2 separate regions of the Mus musculus genome follow, and region 1 is linked to region 2. The links are chromatin contacts, called in public Hi-C maps. All regions are on one chromosome and are shown on one strand. Each heading gives the region's core, a stretch centred on a gene start, on an enhancer-like site or on the middle of the called end of the contact. The rest is flanking DNA. Distances are from core to core; before and after follow the strand shown.

Evidence for each region. A called contact is a pair of places that touch in the nucleus more often than the background predicts.
Region 1: a Hi-C map of the N1E-115 cell line shows a contact between it and region 2, with 4 times the contacts expected there. The contact joins two enhancer-like sites. A contact is called at or near these places in 2 of 484 Hi-C or Micro-C datasets (the N1E-115 cell line and nephron progenitors).

What each region holds. Positions count from the first base shown.
Region 1 is chr2:20,494,604-20,499,425 of GRCm38.p6, reverse strand. All of the region lies in intron 2 of Etl4 (enhancer trap locus 4), which reads right to left. Among named protein-coding and RNA genes, the nearest start is that of Gm17171, 160 kb to the right of the region's middle. Within about 2 kb of position 2,940, at least 27 of the 459 cell types and tissues checked have an H3K27ac peak or open chromatin away from gene starts, as enhancers often do. A contact at or near this core is called in the N1E-115 cell line, where this site is marked.
Region 2 is chr2:20,114,967-20,119,935 of GRCm38.p6, reverse strand. It overlaps a transcript of Etl4 not described here. Among named protein-coding and RNA genes, the nearest start is that of Gm23970, 160 kb to the left of the region's middle. Within about 2 kb of position 1,560, at least 1 of the 459 cell types and tissues checked has an H3K27ac peak or open chromatin away from gene starts, as enhancers often do. A contact at or near this core is called in the N1E-115 cell line, where this site is marked.

The sequences.
Region 1 (4,822 bases), core at 1,691-4,190, 380 kb before region 2:
TTTTTTATTTTATGATTGTAGCTACAAAAATTATTATTCTCTGATTGGTCTAAATGTAACTGCTTCATTTGGTTCTTTTTTATTGGTAATGTGCTCTAAGTGTTTTCACAATCAGCTCATAAGTTGTTGGTTAAGATTAATAATTGTTACATTGCTACAGATGGTTAGTGTTAAATTTGATAACTCAAGTTTAGAGTCCTTCCGACACATGGCATAAGGCAGCCCAAGAGGCTGGGTCTCTAAAGATATTTCTAGTTTAGGTAATAATTAATGTGGTTCGTATCCTAAATAGTAAAATTTAAAATAAGATTTAAAGCAATGTCTCTTTATTAAAGCATTAAAGCTTGCTTTAATAGGTATTCATAGGTATTAATTGACATCCAAACTTCATAATATGATAGTAATGCTTCTAATATTGATTTTAAAGATAATAAATTGTTTTAAACTTGGGTTTTGCTTTCCCAAGGTTATAGGTATTATCCTAACCTTGCACAAAAAACTTAAAAATTGTGGTTAAAGCTGCTATTGTTCCATTGACTGCAGCTTGCAGTTTGATTTCAAATTTAAGATCTTTAATTCACCTGTATACTGTAATTAAGATAATTACAAGAGTAATCATCTTATAAGAGCGCTCATACAGCTCACTTCATACAAAACTGTGACAGAGTTATCTAGTTATGTTTGTCTCTGTAAATAAATTAGACAAACAGTTTGGTTATAGTTACTGCCTGGCAGGAAACTGTAGTACAGGCAATTTTTTCACAACACTAAAGTTGTGAAGAACGTTTTAACTGTAAGTCATCTTAAGAAAGAGTATCATAATTTAGAGGCGTAGACAGTTATATTGTTTCTCTAAAATCGGTCCTTATTACAGGAGGGCCAAGATGCTCAGATTAAAAAGTATTTCACGTTTGAGTCAATGCAGGGCTCTGGGCAGCCCCAGAGCGGCTTGTGGCCTTTCTTTTGTTTTGCAAACAGTGCCTGAAAAAAATTTTTCCCTGTGTTCAAGAGAAATTCTTTTTAACAGTGTTACAGATCTATTCAGATGTTTAAAATAAGACTTAAATTCAAAGAGTTTTGATTCTAGTAAACTGTAATCACTAGAAAATTTTGCCTCTAAGTATGGCTAATGTAACTTTACATTATGTAAGAAAATTTTTATTGTTTCTGCTTCTATACAAGAAGCCAAGAGTTTTAATCTTTCAGTGTATATTGTTTCCTAAGTGAAAAGTATTTTATTAACTAATGCTTCTTAAAGTTTACCTTAAATCCTTGCTCTCACCCAAAAGATTCAGAGACAATATCCTTTTATTACTTAGGGTTTTAGTTTACTACAAAAGTTTCTACAAAAAATAAAGCTTTTATAATTGTTATTAATTGGTAATTAAAAATTGGTTGTGCCCAAAACAATTCTTTGGCCAGAAAAAACGTTATTGTAAAGTCATTTTTCTCATCCTCCCAGGCAATCGTTGGCCCATGTGGGCCCAACTGGCTTCTGTGGGGCGGAGTCTTAAGACACAGTTTCCCCTGTTCCAGCACAGATGATCTAGTTGTGTGCTGTAGATGGTGTTTTAAAATGCTGAACAATCAAACCTTAATTTGTATATTAATAGTCAATGCCATATCTCTGAGCAAGCAGGTTTCAGGCTGGGGGAGGGGAAACTACATTCTTCACTGTGAACTTACACCATATTTTCTTTATCAGCTCCTCTGTTGATGGGCATGGAGGCTGATTCTGTGTCTTGTAGAGACACCTCTGTGACACTGATTTCGACTCTTTGAAGTAAATAGTTAGATTAAACTGAATCTTGAGGCTCTAAATGTTGGGGTAATCTTTTTGTACACTGTGTGATATGTCTCTATCCTTTCTCACCTGTCTAAGGCATTCTCGGTTTGACTTTAAAAAGAACTGTTGGCCAATAGCAGGACAGGAAAGGGAGGCGGGTCTTCTGGGCAGAGACAGAAACTCTGGGAAAGAATCAGGTACGGGACAATCAGCAGCCAAACATGGAAGAAGATGGACATACTGGGACAGTGAGAGGTAACAGGCCACATGACAAATGTGGACTAGTATAGACGGGGTTATTAAGTTATAAGAGCTAGTTGGGAAATAGCCTAAGACAGTGCCTGAGCTACAACAAATAATAATAGACTCTGTGTCATTATTGGGAGCTGGCAGTTTGAGACAGTCTGGAAATAGCTACAGATTATAAGTGCAGCTTACTGTGAATGCTAAGGAGCAACAGACGTCCAGCCATCATGAGCTACTAATGTTTCTCCAAAAGTCAACAACTGCAAAGACGGGTCACTCCTGAGCCCTTGTGCCACCGCTTCCATAAGTACAGACTTGGGTTAGATAGTCCCATTTTCCTACCTCTGGAGTGACAATAGCAACAGTACCCAACTCAGAGGGTACTGTGAGAGGCAAAGGAGAGCTGTGCCTGATGCCATGGAGAAGTGTGTGAAATGAAGTCGATCAATAACAACTCTTATATCAGTCACGGCCATAAGAAAAGAACAAGACCATCCAAGGACTGGTCATGATCCTTAGAAAAGATGTCAACATGTGGTGAAAGCTATTGGGTCAAAGTGATAGGAACATGACCGGACAGTACAGCAAGATGGCTTCTATACAGCGATGTGGGTAGCTCTTCTCTACTGCACTGGGAGTCAACATTGGCTCCCTTCAACGTCTGAAGTGCTCTGGAAAACAAAATGCAGTGACCTTGGTAATCTAAGCGGAAGAGGAACACCCAGAATAGATCCGGGTGAGGCGTGCTTAGCTTCGTTATGGAAGTAAGGCCTGTTAGGGCTGTAGGACTTCTTAGAAACTTAGTCTGAAGTGTCTTAAGTCTGCTAACTAAGGCTGGAGCTTCTCACCTTTATCCCATTAGCAATCTTTTCAAAGCCCAAACAATGGGCCTTTGTAACCAAGGTATTTCTTTTCTCCGTTGAGGTCAAAAATCTAATTAAGTTGACCCTGAGCACACACAGAGAATTAGCCAGAGAAAGCTAAACAATTGAGAGATGGGGGAGGGGAGGGCAGGAAGCCTGGCAATCAGATAAACACATTACTCGCTGACAACAGGTTGTAAAAACCTTGATGGCACTGGCTTGGGACAAGTTTAGAATGGGATGTAGTCACCTCAGTGCTACCTGGTACACCAAGGGGGAAACTTACAAGGAATGAAGGGAAGGATTAGATTTATGCTTTCCCATATTTACTTAATAATTGGCAACGCTATCCTGAGCAACTGCAAGAACCCAACAGGGGGGTGGAGAGATGGCTCAGTGGTTAAGAGCACTGAGTGCTCTTCCAGAGGTCCTGAGTTCAATGCCCAGCAACCACATGGTGGCTCACAACCATCTGTAATGGGACCTGATGCCCTCTTGTGGTGTGTCTGAAGACAGCTACAGTGTACTCATACAAGTAAAATAAATAAATCTTGAAAGAAAGAAAGAAAGAAAGAAAGAAAGAAAGAAAGAAAGAAAGAAAGAAAGAGAGAGAGAATGAACCTAACAGGGATGTGATGGGAAGGATGACCTGAAAGGTTCATCAATCAATATAAAAACCCTGCCTGCCCTGTGAACACTGTGAACCCTTGTCTCTGCCTGGAGCACTGAGAATATGGGCATACATGGTACCAACCCAGGTTTGCACATGGGTGATGGGCAGCCAAACTTAGGTCTTTATGCTTATAGCAGGGACTTATAGTGGGGAATTTTCAGTATGAGCCATCTATGCAGTCTGCCATGTGAATTTTGAGCCATTTAGTGTGGTAAGTCTCATCACAGATAGGCCTATTTATTCCTCCCCCAAAACTTCATGGTTCTGATGGGTTTTTGTTGGTTCCCTCAACATCAGCAACTCAGCATCTCCAGTTCCAGGAAAAGGGGGAAAATTTAACATCTGCAGTGTCTCCCCATGCATAAGTCAGGAATGCCTCCAGACATTCACACAGCATACTTCATAATGTATGCAGTTTTGATTGATCATTGACAAGAAGCCCAATGGCCATTTATCAAAAAGATGCTAAAACCATAAAATGGTTAACTTATAAATTAAGTACATGGCCTGGAAATCATAGCTCAACTAGAAGAGCATTATTTTCAGAGATCCTTTATAGCTCTAACATTTTTCAAGCCTAATCATGAGTTCTGTTTGCCTTTGGTACAGACCCAGGTTTGACTCCACAGCCCTGCTTCCTGCACACTGCCTGACATCTAGGCACTCCAGAAATACTTGTTTCATAAAATGAACAAAACTGAAGTGTGGGCAAATTTAACCCTCCAGGTCCCAAGCCAGATTTTCCCAGCTCACTCCCAGAGTCTCATAAAGTAGCAGAAGGCAGCAGAGGCTCAACACACCATTTACACCTCAGTGCTGGACTTCCACACTCTTAGTCTGCCTTTTAGACTTAGGGTTGGTCTGGACCTCCATGCTTGGAATCTTCAATTATTTCACTTCCTGCAGTTATAGAGAAGGAGAGGCAGAGGCCACAAAGCCCTGTGAAGCAGCAGGCGTTCAAATAGGCATACCAGCATTTCACCACTAGAGGGCAGGAGAGTCAGGAGACCGTCTCTGCAAGAAACCACTGCCCTTCTGGGTATGAACTTCCTCGTGTAAGGAAGCAAACCCCTCATGAATAATTCACAATTCTTGGTCAGGGAATAGGATTAAAATTTCTTCTTTGGGCAATCTGAAATACACATTTTGAGCAGGGACTTTTTTAAAAAAAGTTTTAACTTAAAGCAAAATCAGAGCATATTCAGAAAAGTCCCCCAAACCTCTTGAACACCTCTTTGAGCAGCCGCCTGTGAG
Region 2 (4,969 bases), core at 311-2,810:
TCCTCTCTTCCATCTTTTGTATTGTGATGCTTGCATCTATGGCTCATGACTTCTTTCCTAGGCTTTCTATCTCCAGAATTCTCTCCCTTTGTGATTTCTTTATTGTTTCTACTTCCATTTTTAGATCCTGAATGGTTTTGTTCAATTCCTTCACCTCTTTGGTTATGTTTTCCTGTAATTCTTTAAGGAATTTTTGTGATTCCTCTTTATGGGATTCTACTTGTTTACCTGTGTTCTCCTGTACTTCTTTAAGGGAGTTATTTATGTCCTTCTCAAACTCCTCCATCATCATCAGAAGAAGTGACTTTAGATCTATATCTTGCTTTTCTGGTGTGGTGTTGTATCCAGGCCTTGCTATGGAGGGAGTATTGGGTTCTGATGATGCCAAATAACCTTGGCTTCTGGTGCTTCTGTTGTTATGCTTGCCTCCCACCATCTGATTATCTTAAGTGCTCCCTGAACTCATTATATCTGATTGGAGCCTGAACATCCTGTCATCCCATTTGAGCCATAACTCCTCAGAGTCTGGTTTTCACTGTGATCCTGTGATTCTGATATCCTGTGATCCTGAGATTCTGGGTATGTCAGAGTTTCTGGGAGTCAAGCTGACTCTGAGACCCTGAGATCCTCGTGTGACCAAGCACCTGGGATCCTGGCTTACTGGAATCCTAAGATCCTGGTTTTGTTAGAGTACCTGGGAGTAGAGACTCCTCTCCTCTGGGGACTGTAAGACTATCCACTGAGATTGTGCCCAAGGTAGAGTCCCACTGACCTGAAGAACCCCATTCTTTCTTTATTTTACCTCATCCAGTCATCATCTCATTAAAGAACTGCTACTGCTATTGTAAAGCCAACAAGGACATCCTGTGGCTAAGTAGGAAATTCTCAGTTCTCACTCTTTGGGTCTGCTTGTAACATTTGATATAGTTAGTCACTGTCATTTTTAACCAGCTAGATTTCAGAACTTATTGCTCATTGTTTTCCTCCGGTCTTACTGTAGATTCTTCTTTTGCCTGGTTATCACCCATCTCCATACCCTTTAGCATGCTCTGGACTCTAGCTCATGACTTCTGCTGTCTTCAGCCACATTCGCTTTCTAAGGCAGATTCACTTAATCTGTGCTGAACATGTGAACCGTGTTTAGAAATTCTTAAAAATATCAATGGGTGAGAACTACTACATTCCCATTAAAGAATTCTTAAGGAAGAATGTGGGAATTGGAGAACTGGTTCCTACTGTGATGTTCTCTTGTAGCCTCAGCTGTGAATGCTGCTCAGGATCGAAAATCTCCACTGTATGACTTCATTAAAGACCATGCCTTTGGACTCCAGACTTGAATATCAAATTGGTGATTGATCTCTGCATTTGGATATTTAGTAAATGTTTCCACCTCCATAGCTCTAAGACAGAATTCCTAATTCTACTCTCTCTAGTCTTGGTTTTGTTTGTTCGAGGTATTCTTTGTCTAGGCATCTGACAACTCCATTCTTCAGATGTATTTGTCAAAGACTTTAGAATCATTTTGATCACTTTTCCCATTAATATCCCACACTCAATGTGGAAACAAATTCCCACTACTTCTGCCTCCAAAATAGTTCAAGAATTTCTTGTTACTCATCATATCTGCTAGATCCAATCCCCATAACTTTGTCTGAGACAGATAATATCTCTCCCTCTTAGTTCTGTGCATCACTTCCTAATATTATATTCCCAGTAAGGGTTTCTCTGAATACCCTGTTCAAACAGTACCTTTCATTGTGTGACTTGTCCATGCTCTGGGATTTATTTGACTCCAATATACTTATCATCTGACATATCTCTCTGATTTAGGTTTGGAAGTACTAGGGACTGAGCCCATGCTGAGTAAGCACTCTATTACTGCTACAACAAACCAGAACACCTACATGTTTGCTGATCCTTCCCTCCTTTAGAAAGCAAATTTAAGAGGGCCTCCAATCTTAATGAGAAACTGCCACTTGAACTGATTAGATGCTCATTAGATATTTACTGACCAAATGTTCCACTCTTGCATATCCTGGCCTATAATCTCTCTGGCAACAACATTATGTAAATGGGTCAAGAAAAGAAGTCTGATCATTTTAAGCAAGAAGGAAGACCTTACTGAACCTCAAGTTAGAATACTTCAGTTTGATGGTATCCGCTGCTTTGACAGTACAGTGTAAATGACATAAAGTAAGATGGAGAGCAGACCATTTGGATACATATCTCTTTCTCTTTCCTGGATGCATCTTAATGTCATGTGCTAAGTGGGTCTTTTTGTTTCAATTAGAGCCTTCCCGCTGGGGTGCAAAAGCAGAGGGCACTGGCACATCTTTACTGTGAAAATGTGCATCTGTGTTACCTGGTAAAATCGCCTGCACTATCTATTGGTGCAGCTGAACTGTGTGCCCCAGGCAATCTGGCTCCTGTGGTGCCTCTGCAGAAATCTGATAAGAAACAGTGGAAAACCAATGTCTTGATGTGGCTGCAAGTCAGGGATTTCACTGTGCCTGCAAACACTCCACCATGAGCCTCCACATCACAAGAAGAATCTTTATCAACCCGGGTTTATTCCATATGTAACAAAACAGATGCCAGCCAACTCAGAGGATAGATTTGAAAAGCCTCTTTAATATCTGAGTGTCAATTTATATCTCATGCTATATCTATGAAAGTGAACATTCATTCCAAAGCTATCAGAGAGGATTAACTCCATTTTAAAAGACACCATTGTGCAGATCTGACACAGCAAAAGAAATATGGCATATGAAACCTATAAATATTACCATAAAAACTTAGAGGAAAATATATTAAGTTCTCAAGATACGGAGGCAGATAAACTGGAAACACAAACATGTTGATTACCAAGTCATCTCACTCACCCCATAGTCAGTATTTCTTGCTCTGGAAAGAGTTTTGCTCATGGATTGAAGATGTCAAACACAGGGTCCAGGGGACGAAACCTAGAAGAATTAGAAAGAATAAGTAGATGTACAGTATCAGGACACGGAGAGTAAGGCATCATCCTGCAGAATGAAAAGCCTGCATAAGACTGAGGTCAACAATCAGGTAGATGGTCATGTGGGTGGGGGTTGGGGTACTTTAGTCCTTCCAGGAGAAGGGCAATGGGTACTGTGCCATCAGCAAGGGTGCTGTCAAGGGCTTAGAAAGTCCAGCCTCACTTAGAGAGGGAAATGAGATAGTAGTGGCTCTTTGTTAGCTAAAGAAAAGCAGCCAGTGACATTATGCTGAAAAAGGCAGAGCCCACTGCTATGCAAACTGTCTTAGTCAGGGTTTCCATTACTGCACAAACATCATTACCAGGAAGCAAGTTGGGGAGGAAAGGGTTTATTCAGCTTACACTTCCATACTGCTGTTCATCACCAAGGAAGTCAGCACTGGAACTCAAGCAGGTCAGAAAGCAGGAGTTGATGCAGAGGCCATGAAGGGATGTTCATTACTGGCTTTCTTCCCCTGGCTTGCTCAGCCTGCTCTCTTATAGAACCCAAGACTACCAGCCCAGGATGGTACCACCCACAAGGGACTCTTCCCTTTGATCACTAATTGAGAAAATGCCTTACAGCTGGATCTCATGGAGGCATTTCCCCAACTGAAGCTCCTTTCTCTGTGGTAACTCCAGCCTGTGTCAAGTTGACACACAAAACCAGCCAGTACACAGACCCTTGAGGCTGTTGTGCCATACTTTCTCAGATGAACTTTTACAGGTTGAAGGAAACTGATGGGATCTGATCCCTTAGCAGTAGTGTGGTGCTTGTCTCCAGACTGAGGACCCAGAAACCAGTTCCTCAGTACCAGTTACCACTCACCCTGAACCTAACCTACCACACATTATTCTTCATGGATGCTGTCAGACAGAGTTGAAGAGTTTCATTGCACTCTCAGCCTGAGCTTTTGTTTCTTTAAGTCACAATTTTTCCCTCTCTTTGGAATAGAGGTAAACTTTTGTAATCAAAACAAAAACACACTCATGTGGATTCTAATTCCTCACTATGAGATGCTTTCTCAAGAAACCAATGAAAGGAGAGGAAAGAGAAGATGTGTATGGATAGACTACAGGCAAAAGTCCTAACAGATATATGTGTGGTCCATGTTAGGGAAGGGTTCCACCCAACAATACTGACCCCAGACTTCATAACTGTGCTTTATGACATTGGAGGTACAGTTTCAAGGGTGGATACATAGAAACAGTGGTTCAAGTGCGATACAACCACACTTTCTCTTGAATACAAACTCAAGCAGCCAAGCTTGGAAAGATTGCATTCTGTACTTTTAAGAGAGAGAGAGAGAGAGAGAGAGAGAGAGAGAGAGAGAGAGCTATCCCCATTCCTTCTGTTGGATTAGTTGTAGTACTGATCAGTAGAGGCACTGAAAGTAAAATCTAAACCATCTGTGACGAGAACTATTGCTTCCTTCCTGTCTTCAAACTGGAATCCACAGACTTCTACTCCACCCAACAAGTTACCAGGCAGTACTTGGGTCCTAGAACCTGATGCTTTAAAAAACATTTCAAGTGCCTACACACATAAGTACAGCGCTGTTCCAGACTAAAGAGGCACAAGTACAGATTCTGAAGTGTAGATGAGGATGGATTCAGGCGTTATTGGAGGCTGAAGGCATATTAGAAAGTTTGAGGAGACCCTCTCCCAAAGTGTGAGGAAAGAAGTGCAGGAATAATAATTTGGAAACCAAGTTTTAGATCCTGCTGATGGCAGGGCCAGGATTGTGGTCATTTGAAGGGTTGTTTCCAGTCTCTGAGAGAGAATTTGAAATACAAATTAAAGAAAATGATACCTTTGCTCTGAAATTATAAAATATGAAATAGACAAGAGAGGAACCATTCAAAGGTGGATTATCAGACAAACTCATGATGGCTTGAGGCAGAGTGGAAGATAGGGGATTAAGGTATCAAAGCTAAACACAGTAGTGGATGCTCACAGTCAGCTATTGG